3 separate regions of the Sus scrofa genome follow, and regions 2 and 3 are each linked to region 1. The links are chromatin contacts, called in public Hi-C and HiChIP or PLAC-seq maps. All regions are on one chromosome and are shown on one strand. Each heading gives the region's core, a stretch centred on a gene start, on an enhancer-like site or on the middle of the called end of the contact. The rest is flanking DNA. Distances are from core to core; before and after follow the strand shown.

Evidence for each region. A called contact is a pair of places that touch in the nucleus more often than the background predicts. HiChIP or PLAC-seq counts read pairs in DNA pulled down with a chosen protein or histone mark.
Region 2: a contact with region 1 is called in a Hi-C map of liver, with 5 times the contacts expected there. The contact joins the promoter of RAD23B here to the promoter of KLF4 in region 1. A contact is called at or near these places in 2 of 47 Hi-C or Micro-C datasets (heart right ventricle and liver).
Region 3: a contact with region 1 is called in an H3K27ac HiChIP or PLAC-seq map of skeletal muscle, with 4 times the contacts expected there. The contact joins the enhancer-like site here to the promoter of KLF4 in region 1. A contact is called at or near these places in 18 of 47 Hi-C or Micro-C datasets (alveolar macrophages, brain, embryonic fibroblasts and 10 more) and 2 of 2 datasets of contacts at active chromatin or transcription factors (alveolar macrophages and skeletal muscle).

The regions. Positions count from the first base shown.
Region 1 is chr1:248,606,916-248,611,821 of Sscrofa11.1, forward strand. KLF4 (Kruppel like factor 4) reads right to left here and starts at 2,659. Exons shown (of 5, transcript NM_001031782.2): 1 at 2,061-2,659; 2 at 1,823-1,943; 3 at 165-1,158; 4 at 1-65. The coding sequence starts at 2,065.
Region 2 is chr1:248,445,711-248,450,616 of Sscrofa11.1, forward strand. It overlaps RAD23B (UV excision repair protein RAD23 homolog B), which reads left to right and starts at 2,281. Exons shown (of 10, transcript XM_001927866.6): 1 at 2,281-2,971. The coding sequence starts at 2,906.
Region 3 is chr1:248,738,870-248,743,775 of Sscrofa11.1, forward strand. No RefSeq gene overlaps it. Among named protein-coding and RNA genes, the nearest start is that of KLF4, 130 kb to the left of the region's middle. Within about 2 kb of position 2,857, at least 56 of the 83 cell types and tissues checked have an H3K27ac peak or open chromatin away from gene starts, as enhancers often do. A contact at or near this core is called in alveolar macrophages, brain, liver and 5 more, where this site is marked.

The DNA.
Region 1 (4,906 bases), core at 1,409-3,908:
CCACGACCTTCTCCCCCTCTTTGGCTTTGGCTCCTCTGGCATGCAGGAACCAGGTGGCATGAGCTCTAGGGGTGAAGAAGGTGGGGTCAACACCATTCCGTGGGCCCCAGAGGGCCGGCAGATGCAGGGCTCCCCAGCCCCAACTACGATTCCCCGGGACTGACCTTGGTAATGGAGCGGTGGGACCTGCGGCTGCAGCTGATCCGGCAGGAAGGGTGGGTAGTTTGGCCCATGGTGGGGATGGAAGCCCGGGGGGAGCGGCAGGGCAGGATGACAGTCCCTGCTGCTTAGCAGTTCCTCCGCACCCAGGGTTGGGGTAGTCCTGCTGGGGAGCTGCCGCCCCAGGGGAAAGTCGTGGGCAGGCGGCCGGTGGCCATTGCTGAGAGGGGGTCCAGTGCCCAAGTGGGCCTCTAAGGGCCGGCCGACGGTGCACGAGGAGACAGCCTCCTGCTTGATCTTGGGGCACATGCGCGGCGGGCCACCGCTGTAGGGCGCCACCACCACCGGGTGGCTCCCATCTGGGCTGCCTTTGCTAACACTGATGACCGATGGGCTGCCGTACTCGCTGCCGGGGGCACTCAGCGATGCCTTCAACACAAACTTGCCCATCAGCCCGCCACCTGGCGGCTGCGACTGCTGCGGCGGAATGTACACTGGGTCCAATTCAGGCCGCAGGAGTTCGGCCACGAAGCCGCCCGAGGGGCTCACATCGTTGATGTCTGCCAGGTTGAAGGGAGCTGTCGGGGGAGGTGCAGACTCCCGGCCATAGAGGAGGCTGCCTCCAGTGCTGCCCGGTGCCACGCCCGGGTCGCCCCCAGCCCGGATCGGATAGCTGAAGCTGCAGGTGGAGGGCGCACTGGCGGGACCGCTGCTCGATGGGGAGGAAGAGGATGAGGCTGAAGCCGACGAGGACACGGTGGCGGCCACTGACTCCTGATGAGACAGTGAGTTGGAGAGGATAAAGTCCAGGTCCAGGAGATCATTGAACTCCTCCGTCTCCCTCCGGGGTAGAAGAGCCGGGTTGCTACTGCCGCAAGCCGCGCCGACTCCGCCACTCTCCAGGTCGGTGGCCACGGTCGCCGCCGCCAGGTCGTAGGGGCGGCCGGGAAGCACCGGGGGAAGTCTTTGCTTCATGTGGGAGAGCTCCTCCCGCCAGCGCTGCCGGGACAGGACAAGAGATACCGTCAGTGCAGTCCCTAACTGCCGCCCGACGTAGTGGTGGGCTGGCCGCGCCTACACCGCCTAGACGTGGGGACCTGGCCGGCAGGAAGCGCCTGGGAACTAAGAGTGCCAGCGTCGAAATCATGGCTGGGTCTGAAGAGAAACGGTGCGTGTATATGGAGGATGTTATGTTGTGTCTGCCCCATGGATTGTGAGCGCGCGCCGCGGCTCGCCAGCCTGGGTCCCTCCCCCGCCAGATCCAGGGGACGCTCCCGCCGCCCCAAGAATCAGGACACCGAAGCTCTCTCGGTGCGCCCTCGCCACGGGGACGCCTACGCGCCAAACTCACTCCCGCCCAGCCAGTGTCTGGGGACACAGACACCTCCCGCCCGGTAGCTCGCGCGCCCGCCCTGCCGCTTGCGTGCTCCGGGACGTGTGCGGGCCCGGTGTGCGCCCCCGGCGGCTCCACACCGTCCGGACCACACGCAAGCACAGCTGAGCCAAGAGCGCGGAAGCCATCCTGGGAAGGCTGCGGAGCCCGTGCGGTGGCTACTCCCTCCCCTCGTCCGGAGGGGTTCTGGGTGACCCCGGGGCTCCGCCCGTCCCCACCCCACCCACAGAAGCCCACTAGAGGTTCCCGACAGCCCGTGACAACACTCACGTTATTCGGGGCACCTGCTGGACGCAGTGTCTTCTCCCTTCCCGCCGGGCCGGACGCGAACGTGGAGAAGGACGGGAGCAGTGCGTCGCTGACAGCCATGTCAGACTCGCCAGGTGGCTGCCTGCGGGCCGGGTGGGGAGCACAGAGGCTTGAGTCAGGGGCCACTCTTGACGGCCGCTCTGGCGGGTCCCACCGGTCCTCACTCCTCCCTACTCCCCCACCCCCACGCCGCACTTACCTCATTAATGTGGGGCCTCAGAGGTCCTCCGAAGTCCGAAGCAGCGGGGGTACCCGAACCCCAGTCAACGAAGAGGGGGAAAAGACTTAGAAACGAAGCCAAAACCCAAAACCCCAAATTGCCAGAGATCCTTCTTCTTTGGATTAAATATAAAAGAGATGCCTTTAAAAAAAGTTCCTTTGTATACAAAAGTTCTTAGAAAAGTTGTAAACTCGTAAAAATAGACAATCAGCAAGGCGAGTAAGTAGGTCCGGTGGCCGGGCTGCGCTCTCTTCGACTCAGCAGTGTCCCCCACCGCTGTCGCGGTCGCCGCGGCTATGGCCTTGGGTGCTGGGGCTGTGGCCGGGGTGGCGGGCGGGCGGCGCCGCCAGGTGAGACTGGCTGCGGCGGCGCTGATCTGCGGACTGGGCGGCGGCGCAGGGCGCGGAGTCCGGGGGGCTGCGCGGGGCGCGCGCGGCCATGGGCGCTGGCCGCGGGCAGGTGGGTGGGTGGGTGGGGGCCGGAGGGGCGGGGAGGGGCACTTGGCGGCTCCCGGTGCCGCCGCCGCCCGCCACCGCCTCTGCTCCCCGCGCGCCCGCAGCCGCGCTCGCTGTCTCGGCCGGGGAACTGCCGGCGGCCGCCGCGCGCTCCTTACTTATAACTTCTTGGCTCCCGCCCTCCCCCCGCCTCCTACCCGCTGTGCGCAGGGGCCCGCCGCCAGGCCCCGCCCCCTCCCTTTCTTCTCCCCTCCCTTGCGCGGCCCCCCCCGCGCGTTGCCATAGCAGCTAAATAAACAAACTTGGCGCACGTGGGGCGGGGAGGAAGGAGGGGCGCGGCGGGGCACGGCGGGCCGTGACGCCAGCCCAGCAGCTGGCGGGCAGGAGCCGCGCTGACGCCGGCGGCGGTGGCGCAGTGGCTCAGGCGCTGGGTATACCGGGCGCAGGTCCGGTCGCCGCGCGACCAGGACAGTCGGCGTCGCCACGGGCAGCTCCCCAGGTTCGAAGCCTGCGGCCGAGAAGGCTGCTGGGGGCGAAGGGGGACGGTAACACGCCACTACCACAGCCCGGGTGAGCGCTCGCCGCGCACTTTGCGCCCTAGAGAAGAGCGCGATTATCCGCGTGACTCATCCAGAGCTCGTACCTCTCTTACGCACGCAGGAGCCCGGCTCTAGTCCCTGAGTGCCATTGCGGGCCCTTGGCCTGGCGTCACACGGCTCTTCGCTGGCACTTTTGCCGGGTCGCGGGTAGGGGGTCGAGATGGAAGCCCAGGACGGCAAGGCGAAGACTGGGAGCCTGAGAAGGCCGGAGGGGTGTTCCGCCTGGAAAAGGCTGTAAAAGACCAGAATGGGAAATGGAGCTACGGTTTTGATATTATTGAAGGAGAGAGGAAGGGACGGGAAAGTCTCAAAATTCACTTCGTGAGGTGGGGGAGGGAAGAGGGGCGTGAGGCGCGGAGATACCTTCAACCAGGAATCTCAAAGCATTTTGCAAGCCACGCACTGTCCTTTCCATTTTATGGATGAGAAAACTGAGTCATAAAGAGGTGAAGTGGCGAGGTAAAGGTCAACCGGCAACTCGCTCCCTTGTCTCGAGCGGTCAAGCCCACCGAAGGGACTTGGCTGGAAAGTGGCCCCATGCCAGAAAGTGGAGCGACGCATTGGAACCCCGGTTCCTGATAAGGTCACACGGAGCCCGCGGCGGCTGTCACTGCCCACCGGGAAGAGAAGAGGAAACTGCGATCGTTATTTCAGTCTTATAACTCTGCCTCCCCACCCCCCTCCCCTTAGTTTGTGATCAGTACTTTTCCAGCCGGGAAATGTTTTCGCTCTCATCTTCTCTGCAAGCAGTGCTTTTTTTAAAAAAACGTGAGTGTGGTGTTAGGTATCGCTTTCTAAACGTAGGCTTGCGAGGTGTTTTTGTTGGATTCAGGCGCACACAGGCCTCCGCCCTACTCCCCTCTCCGCGGAGCGCTCTTGAAGGTTAATGCAGTGGGTCCTGGCCGCTGGGAAAAGGGTCGAAGCCCTAGCACTGACCAGAGTGTGGGCTCACCCCTCACTGAGATCCAGTTACCTCGCACTTTTAAGTCGTGGTCACCTGTTTGAGTCCTGCGACCTATTAGGTTTCCTCAGAATATTTCTTATCCCTGATTTTTCCGCTCCTCGTCAACCACAGAAGCATTCTTGGAATGTATCTCGCCCCGACGAATCCATTCGGCCCTCTCTGCCAATTGTAGGAATCCCTCTCGGTCCGGAAGGTTGGAAGCCCTTGAGGATGACTTCCTCCAGCCCCGCTTTGGCCAATGGCTGAGAGGGGCTGCAGCTGAAGAAAGGGCATCCTTTGGCAGGGAAACCCGACCCGACCCTCCTCCTTTGGTCTGGAGGGTTTCAACCCCACCCCCATAGGAGCCAGCCAGTTACTTTTTAACTCTGAAAATATTGCGCTTTTCAAAAGGAGGAACCAAGAAAGGAAGATACTCGTCACCTCCTTTCCATATTCCTTTCATTGCAGTGGCAAAATATGGGGCGGGGGCGGGGGGAGTACTAGGATTATCACATGAGAAAGTTAAACACTTTTCCATCAAGGCCGAGGTTCCTAAACGCCCGTGACCTTGGATGAGCCTTTGATTGGCAGCCATCACCCTCAGGATGTAGATGGGTAAGTCAGGACTTGGAATTCCCCAAATTCCCAATTTAGGTAACCAGTGCATGAGGATTTTTCTGCTTTTCTCTTATTTATCTAAGGCAGTAGCCCTCCCCCTTCAACAAAAGTAACCACCACAATGAAAAAACAATATTACACAAATGAACTGGAAAGCCAGTATTATTATGTCATATAATCAAGACAAGATTCTGAAACTCAATTAAAAAG
Region 2 (4,906 bases), core at 1,031-3,530, 160 kb before region 1:
CAGTTTCAAGCTGAAGTAACCTCTACTGCAAAGGCCCAGAGACTAGAACCATCTTGGCCTGTTCAAGGGATGAAAGGAAGGTGGGATGACAGGGAATGAGAGAGAGAGAGAAGAGATGAGGCCAAAGGGTTTGGCAAGAGTCAGATCATGTGAGCTCCCCTAGGCCAGGTAAAGAATTCAAATTTTATTCTCAGAGTATAATTAGGTATTAGGAATAGATGCGACATGCTTTGATTTATATTTGAAAAAAGACCACTCTGACTGCTGGAGAGGTTCAAAGTGTAGAAGTGGGGAGGCCAGTTGGGAGGCAGGTGGAAGATAACAATGGATTAACCTAGGGTTGTGGAAGTAGAAATGGTGAGAAATGGTTGATCTGGGGATATAATTTGGAGAATAAAGTTGACAGGACTTGATAATGGATTAGATGTGGTGGTCAGGGGTGGTAGGAGGAAAGGAAGGAAGAAATTTATCAGGGATGATGACTAGATTTTTGGTCTGAGCACCTGGGTGGATGGTGGTGCCATGAATTAGGAAGGGGTAAAACTGGGAGAGATTTCAGGGGGGGAAGGGAGGTCCAGAAGGAATCAATGGTGCTGCTTGGCCGTGTCAAGTTTCGGAGGTTTATTATATTTCTTCTTTTTTTAATGGCCACACCTGCAGCATATGGAAGTTCCTGGGCCATGGGCTGAATCTGAGCAACTGTGCCCTATGCCACACCTGCAGCAACTGCCAGATCCTTTAACCCACTGCGCTGGGCTGGGGATAGAACCCATACCTCTTCAGCAATCCAAGCTGCTATAGCCACAGCTGCTGTGCCACAGCAAGAACTCCATTATATTTCAAGTAAAGATATTACGTAGGCAATTGGCTAATTCTATCTATAGCTAAAGGTCCAGGCTGGAAGTATTTCAAAACAAAGGACGTGATGAGATCACCTGGTGATTAACAGTAGATATACAGGAAGACGGAAAGCCAAGGTTTAGATATGGAATTATAACACAGGGAGATACGTGTTGTGAAGGGGGCAGTGGGACAGCTGAAGGAGAGGGAAGTTGATCAGGCAAAGTTCCATGGAAGAATTATACCTGAGCTCTTACAATCTACAGAAAACCAATCAATGACATTGTATCAGTGAAGATGCTGCTCCAGAGAGGTCCTTTGCAATTAGTCACACAGCTAGTGACTTAATTGTAACTTTACACTTGAACTACTTTAAGTCAAATATGCAAGATGGCACTTTATTAAGAGGCAGAACAGCCAGGCACTTAGGAGCCCAGGGTCTGGAGTCATTCGGCTTGGGTTCAAATTCTGGACCCGCCACTCACCAGGTGGGTGATTCCGGGTACTACACTTAAGTTTTCTTATCTGTAAATGGGCATACTACAAATAGCTATCTCTTTATGAACTGCTTACTATGTTCCTGCCACTAAGATTTTTACTGTATACATTGTTCAACACCTCTTCTCCAATAATCAATGAAACTGAGTGCTGTTATTACTCTCAGCTTACTGATGAGAAACAGAAAGCATATTTACCCATTCCACACATATTTACTGTGTGCCTACATTACATGCCAGGCATGTTTCTTCGTGCTGGGGGTACATCAGGCAATATAACAATACCCTTGCCCTTGTGCAGCTTGTCTGTGTTTACAGAAGAGAGAAAGATAATAAATCTAATAAATATTACATTTATGGTAATTAGAAGATAAATGCTATAGAAAAAAAACAAAACAAAACAAAACACACAGCAGGGTAATGTGGTTAGGGAAATTGCGGTTTACGTTGAGTATCCACAGCAGACCTCCCCGAGAAGGGAGAGACAGTGAGCCACCCAGGTACCTGGGGAAAGAAGACTTAGGGACGGAAACAGCGAGCGAAAAGGCAGGCCCTCAGCTGAGTGCATCTGCCATGAGAGTCAGGATATATGCGAGGAAGTGGCTGTGTATCCAGTCCTAAGAACTTTTACTTTGGGTGCGATGAGTACCCACTGGACAGTTCTGCCCAGGGAAGTGATATAATTTGACCTTGTATTTAGCCCCAAGGTCCATCAAGGCAGTCTGGTGCTGAAGTCAGCGCTCTCAGGATAATAGAATCAGTGGCCACACAGCAAGCGCCCAGTAAACGCCGGCTCACTACTGTGGCTGTTTCATTTAAACCCCGCCCTGACCTACCGCCCTCTAGTTGCCCAGCTCCAGGGCTCTGCATCCACTTAGTCCGGTCTCCACGTAGCGCTTCCTCGGCTACAGATTGCCCAACTCAAGCTACCGGGCGGAGTCTGGACGTAGGCGGAGCGGCGGAGGGCGGGAGAACGCCCCCGGCAGCCGACGCGACAGGGAAGCCCCGAGAGCCCCCGAGGCGCCCCACTGACTACGCCTGCGCACGCGCGATCCAGGACGCCGACATTCCAGAGCCGTAATCCGCCCCGCCCCAATTCCGGGGCGGAGTTCTCGGCTGCGCCTGCGCACAGGCTCGCCGCACCCTACGCCTGCGCGCTCCGACAGTGCGGCCCCATCCCCCAGGTTTTTCGGGTGGGGGAGGGGGCGCGTCTCGGCGAGTCACGATGATGGCGGCCACCAGTCTGTGGTGAGCTAGCGGGTTCTCTGCTGGTTTCGCATAGCCCCTTGAACCTCCTGTAGACCTTGAGGCTGGCGCCAGGCGTGTGAAGAAGCACTGCAGCCCGAGCTCGCGAGGAAAGCCGCAGTCGCGGAGGCAGCGGCGCGGCCCAGGACCAGGGCTGGGGGAGAGGCCGCTCTGCAGGGCGAATGTGACAAGCCCCCACCCCCACCGCCTTCCTCCCGAGTGCGCGAGGAGCGCGGGCGACCCCAGGGCCCCGCCAGGCCACAGACCCCGCCCAGCGGCCAGCACCCGGAGCAGGCCCGGCAGCGGAGCTGCGCGGCGGCACCATGCAGATCACCCTGAAGACCCTCCAGCAGCAGACCTTCAAGATCGACATCGACCCCGAGGAGACGGTGAGAGCAGCGGGGAGCGCGGGGCCCGGGACGCGGCAGCTGCGCGAGTGGCCAGCCAGGCCTAGGCGGAGGTCGGCGCTGCGAGGCCTTTCGTGGGGTCCCGGCCTATATCAGAGCGGGGCCCGGCGGCGCGCCCGAGCTGGGAGGGTCCCCGGTGTACTCGAGAGGGCGCGGTGAACGGGGGTTCGGGCCCCCGACGCTGGCTGAGGCCTGCGGGCCCGGGCGCGGGCAGGGCCCCGGGGCCCTGCGGCGTGTGGCCGACCGGACCTTGGGAGTTGGCTCTGGGCTTTGTGTCAGGAGTAAGGGGAAGCAGTGGCCGAAACTGAAGCCCTGGCGGCGTGGAGCACATGCCTGCAGGGCACCGGAGGCTTGGGCCTGGGCCCTCCCGGCAGAGGGGCTTGAGGGGGAGGGAAGCTTAGGGCTGCTTCAGCGGTCTAGCCGAGCTCCCTGGTGTGGATGCACAGGTGGGGGAGGGAGATTTAGGTGTCGCCACTATTTCTGCGTGGATCTGGTTAGGCGCTAAGGTCTAGGAGGTGCAGACCGGCGATAATTAACCTTAAAAAAAAAGTGTCAGGTTCCGTTTGCCGCAGAGCGAGAGGTGAGTGGTGAAAATGCATTCTTTGCCCCCTTCCCCGCAGAATTGGGGGCGCTTTTATTTGCATATATTTTGAGTCGTTTCGCTGCAGGTCTCCCGCCATCGAACCCACACCCACATGTAGATTGCACTTTGAGGCCTCTTTGGTGGTGAAGATAGTTGTATTAGAGCCCTTCAAATCCAGGTTCGAACTCAGCTCTAGATTAACCAGTCCCCTCTGTTAGAAGTCTTGAATTTGTAGGAGTTGGAACTCTGCACCCTCCCCCAACCCACAAATAGCATTTCAGGAGAGGAAAAAGGAAGATAAAAACTTTGATTCTCTTCTGTAAACTCTTGAACATCTCAAAAGTTCACGTGTTAAAAACTCTCCTGTCATCGTCTGTATTTGTGACTGCAGAAAGCCACTGTGTTGAAATCAGTACGACTTTATGCCAAGATCTAAAAATGCCGTTCAGTGTAAACTTAGTACTTATGTTCTGGAATTGTGATTATATACATCGCTATGATTGTCATAATGCTGTGTTTAAAGCAACAACTTTCTGCCTATCTATATTTTTAAGAATAGTTGATTGTGGTTTTGGTGGCGATTAGGGGTCTTGGTGTTAATTAAGAAAACCTGAGCTCCCATTTGTCGCTCTAATTTATTTGCTATATGCAAAGATGTGAAGATTAAATAGTATTTGATTGGTGGTCAGTGAGTGAAATTTTATTAATCAATGGATAACTTTAAGAGGATAGAGTGTTACGTTTTATCTATATCATTTGACCTTAAGTTTTTACATCTTTAAATATTTAAATAGTGTAGTTCTCAACCTTTTCAGAATTGTGGCTAATTTTAGTTCAAGATATTTAATTACATGTATAAGTATGCTGTGTGATAAATTCTTAAATGTGCAGAGAGATAGCAATTTTAGATGAGAAATGCATTGTCCTCAGAAGTAATTAGAAACTCCCTGTGGATTGCTGTGACTAACAAATCAAATCTTCCTGAATATTCCTTTACTATTTAGTGTGTACTTATACATTAAAGGATGAAAGTTAAAAAGCGGCTATAACTTGAAGAGGCTGGTATAGAAACTCTTGTGAGCTTGATAGGAGCAGTAGCGAAAAGTAGTGAAAGAGAGGCCCGAGAGATTTGAGGAATCCTGGGAATGATTAATTTGCTGAACTAGTAAGTGTCCAGTGAGCTTTGACTGGCAGAACTGGGGTACAGGGACATGCAGGCTGAGGTCTGGGTCTTCCTGGGAGCCATACTGACAATAGTCTTAGTTTGGTCAGTGGCTATAGAGTAGGAGATGGACAAATTGGAAAAAACAAGAGGATTTGTTTTTAAGGTGTTT
Region 3 (4,906 bases), core at 1,607-4,106, 130 kb after region 1:
AAAAGCAAGAAAAAAATGTATTTTTTTTTCACCCTCATCAAACTAAAAAATGGCTGAAGGGATTTTATTCAAACTTTCCCCCAAAATTCACCTTTTGCCAAGACCCAGCATGGAAAATTTCAGCCCAAAAGGATCACTCTTTGGCAAGTTACCCGAGCTAATGAAAACAGAGGGGCATAAAGGGAGTCTGTGTGTAGCTCCAACTATAGTGGTCACTGGAGCCCACATTGTATGAGAAGAAGGGCCTCATTCAATAACCCCCCTTTAAAGTCTTTCTTATCATCAATATGGATGAAACTGGGATTTGCAGTGGTCACCAAACAAAAAGCACTGACTTTATGAATACAATCTGGGCAGTGACATTATTTCAAGTGGCTTTGCTCAATTGTGATAGTTTGGAATAAACTTGTTATACAGAGAAAGGTAAGAATTGCTCCAAGGAGTATAGGTGCATTCATTCATTCATTCATTCACTCGTTTATTTCACAAGCATTGACTGAGTGTCTGCCATGTGTGTGGCGTGTTACTAGATGTTGGGAATACGATAGTGGGGAGATGGAAGGGTTCCTGCCCTCATGGATTACTGGGGGGGAGGAGAAGGAAACAGATTCAATTGCAAATTGTGACAAATTCAGTGGTGCAACGGAAAAGGGTGATGAGAGAGAAAATTAGGAGTTACGGTGTTGGCTGTACTTTTAAGAGGCTGGTGGAGGTCTTGTACCTATTCCTTCACCATTTAGCAAACATTCAGGGAGTGGCCATCAGGCCCTGGACTCGTACTTGGGATTACAGAGCTGAATCAGACCTTGATGCTGCCCTCAAGATGCTCCCTGACCAGTGGGAGAGCAGGCCGGTGAGCAAGGTGTGACAGGTGCTTTAATGCCGTCATCTATGGGGTCTCCCTGGGGGGTTGGAGAGGGGAACTGAACAGCTGGGCTGGCAGTGGCCAAAGAAATCTTCTGTCAGAAGGGGCAATTGAATAGGCATTTGTGAGAGTCAGGGTTAGAAAAACAGAGAAGAGGAGGCTGCCTTCTTGGAACCCCTGGTCCCACCTTGCTTCCTGACTCATCTGTCTGAGGGCCTGGAGCCTGTGATGCTGGACCATCAGTCCAGGAGCAAGTGTGGAAACTGAGTCAGAGGGGATGCTTAGTAAATGGTAGGTCCCTTTCCCTGACGTCTCATGGGCACCTCTTTGGATTTACCCTAGTGGTTAAGGGCTTGGCTTCTGGAGTCAGACTCCCTGGGTTCGAATTTCAGCTCTAGCACTTTCTAACTGTGTTACTTTGGGTAAATTCTTTCTGTGCTATAATGTCCCTATATGCCAGGTAGGGATAATAATGATGCTTACCTCCTAGAGTTACCTGAGGGTTAAATGGGATCATGCTTCTGCAGTCATCAAAGACAAACACGTATAACCCAATCTGTCTCTGAGAGCTGTCCCTCACATTCCCATAACCTCTTCATGTGGTCCAACTATTACGGGTTGAATGCTTTAAATATCAGGCATTGTTTTAGGGATTCAGCCCTGGAGTCTCGATCCTCATGTGTGAGAAAATTACTGATTTTTCCCTAAATGAAACATCTTTGCCTTTTCCACCCAGATAATAGCTTTGCGTTATCTCTGCAATGCCAAAACAATTAAGGGTGTCATTTCATCTTTCATCAGCACGTTGGGCTCAGGTGAAAAACTCTGCCAGAAATCTTGAAATATCTTGCTCCTTTAGACATCAGAAGGCTGGGAGATTTCCCATTATTAATTGAAATCAAAACTTCTCTGTGGCCCAGAGCAAGGGCAGAACTGTTATTTCACAGATCAGCAGGAAAGCTCACCACCACTGTTTTGCTTGGTATTCATTTTATTTAGGGGGTAGGAGGCACAGAAGAAAGGTGGTTTCCAGAATGATACATCCATGCTGCTGTGTGAATGCAGTCAAGGGAGGCGACTAAGGCTCAGGGAAGCAATGCCCATGCGTGCACTGGGCAACCATTCCATGTCTCCCGAGCCTCAGTTTCCTTTCATGTAAAATAGGGGTCATGGAACCTCCCTGGTGAGGTTTAAATGAATGCACGCAAGAGGAAACAGTGGGATGGCAGACAGGGTCATGTACTGTTCACCGTGTCTGTGCTGCTGAGACAGGGACGTGGGCTCATCGAGGGGGGCACTTCCTCCTTTTCTATTTTGCTGGTCCCTGGACAGGTCAGAGGTGAGGGCAGTGGTGAGGAGTTCTGAGGAAATCTGTAGCGTGGCTGGATAGCATGCTTCTAGGAAGTCTGTATTCGCCTCTGAAATTGCTGGACATTGCAAGGATTTGTCCCATTTTGGAGTGTAGGAGGCTGATTCTTGTTTGTTCCCAGGCCTGCTTTGCAGGATGCAGTTCCAGCATTTCAAGGGGCTGGAGAGGGGGGATTTGACGAGAAAGAGTGGGTACCATGGTGTGTAGGACAGGCAGGCTTTTTTAGCGGCAGCTTGTGTGTGCCCTCGGGCTCCCCGCCACCCTCCTTCTGCCACAGCATCCTTCCTTCCCGTCTCCAGGGAGGCAGGACCCAGAACCCATGCCCAGCCCAGCGCGCTCGAGCCAGGCTGCTCTTGCCGGCTTCTCCGGGGCTCCGCGAGGCTCGGCTGGCCTGGGTGGTGGGCCCGGGTCCCCAGGTCGCCGGCGCTGGCCCTCGCGACGCTCCGGTGCGCGCAGGAGCGCGCGGGCCTCCCCGCAGGCCCCGCGCCCAGCCGGCCTCGGGAACTGACCAGGCCGCGTGTGAGCGCCGGGATTCCTGCTCAGGCCTTAAATATGCCGGTTATTTTTATCTCCCTACGTCAGGCGGCGAAGACCATCCCACCAGTGGCCGCGGCGGCTGCTACACAATGTTTCCCTTTAGTCGGGAGGGGAAATGGAGGGAGGCCAGACTTCCTGATCACATGGTGCTGAAGTCAATGAAAAAAAATTAAGGGGGACCCCTCCCTTTTTCTGCAGTGCCCGATCCAGGTTCCCCCCTCCCGCTCCCCCCCACCCAGCCCCCTTGGGCTCCCCGCGTCGGAAAGCGGCAAAGGCTCCAGGCGTAGGGCCAGCGAGGCAGGAGAGAGAGCAAACATAAACACGAGATTGTTGCAGTAATTGGTGCTCTGAAAACACTGAGGAAATGAGAGGCTTGTACGAAACATCAGCCGACAAGAAACGGGGTGATGTCAGACAGCCTTCCAGGATTAGAAACCCTTAAAAGCTCCGAGCCCGCGGCCGCGGAGGAAAGTGTTCCGCTCTCCCGGGTAGGGAGCCGGGATCCCGCGATTCTGCGCTCGCCATCGCCTCTGCCTCGCTTTTCCCCTTTCCTTTTTCTTTTCCTTTTCCTTTTCTTTCTGTCCTTTCTTCTTTTTTTCTTTCTTCGATCTCTTTCTCTTTTATTTCTTTTTCCTTTTCACAAAGAAGGAAAAGGAGCGACCGTATCAAGTATTTTACATTTCTAAGGCACTGGTACTTTTAGATCTTTCCTTGACTTTGAAATACCAAACCGGACTCAACACCCACATCAATCCCAAGGCAGCAAATGACACTTCCAGCATCCCTTGTTGGAGTTTGCTCTTTCTTCCTCCCAGTCCCCTTCCTGATTCCGCTTTTCAGGTTAGAACTGCACCGTTGCAGTAATGTCCACGCATGTGGAGGGGCTGAAATAAACAGGAAGCATTTACCAAGGACAAGCTTGCCAAGAAAAGGGGATTCAATCTTTGCCAAAATCTGGCATTTTCAAAGAAGATAAGACTTCCTCATAACATGTCACCCAGCCTCCAGGGCTGCGGCCTCATTTTCTTTTCCTGGTTTGAGACAATTAGGAAAACTAAAAGCACACAGAGAGTACACACACACACACACACACACACACACACACACACTCATTCCTCACTCCCCTTCCCCACAACTCACGCATAGCTAACACCAGCCAGCAGGGCCTTGTCCTAGTCCACCTGGAACCTGCCTGTGTCTTTAAGTTTGAGGCCAGGTCTCATCTGTTCAGTGACACAAAAGGTGCCGCCTATCCAGGCTTTCTCTCCTGGTGTTTGCCAGGATTAATGAGGCAATGTTTGGAAAGGGCTTGAGCCCCTCCAACCAAAGGCACCCACGGACACCTTTTCAAAGAATGATTTATGTCCAACTTTACCCAAATAGGAACCAAAAGAGGATTTTCTGTTTTTTCATCTTTAGAACAGATGAATTCAGCACCTGGATCCTTGCATTTCTGAAGCTTTAGACTCTGCCTTATTAATTGCTCTGTCACCTCTCCTGGGAGGGCAGGCTTTTTCCATCTCTTTCTAAGACCCAGTAAAAGGTCACATCAAGGTCGAGCCTGTATGCCCTCGGAGGAATTGGACAGGTTCCAAAGACTTGGGTTCCCCTCACAGCTGCTCATGTGAGAACAATGTCCCTCAACCCGAACCCATTCCCCACATACTCATAAATCTTGGGGTGATTTAGCCCCCTCCCCCCCCCCAAAGCTTGACACTCCTGAGCTGCTGTAATTTAAGCCAAGTGTACTTTTCCATCTGATCCAATATACCTGTGGTTATACCACCCACCAAGAGGTAGTTTTAAGATCTCATGGGGACATTTTGCATCTTTGATGTTCCCCTCATGCTCTGCAAGGCCCAACGGGAAGCCTCCTCATCCTGTCTCCTTCTGATGCCCCTGCCCTCGATAATGGTGTCTCCTCTCCCTCAGTTTTTCACCCTGGGAGCTTGGGGTCTTTCTTGTTTATTCTTGCTCTCTCCCTACACCTCTCAAGGTCAACAGATCCTTCTGTTTAGCCCCAGAAAAATCTCAGGCTCTCTGTTACTCCTCCCCATCTCCTGGCATCAAAAGCTTTTAAGGCAGACCACCTTTTTCTGGGTGGGATGAGGAGTCTTCCGGTCGGAGTTAAAAAT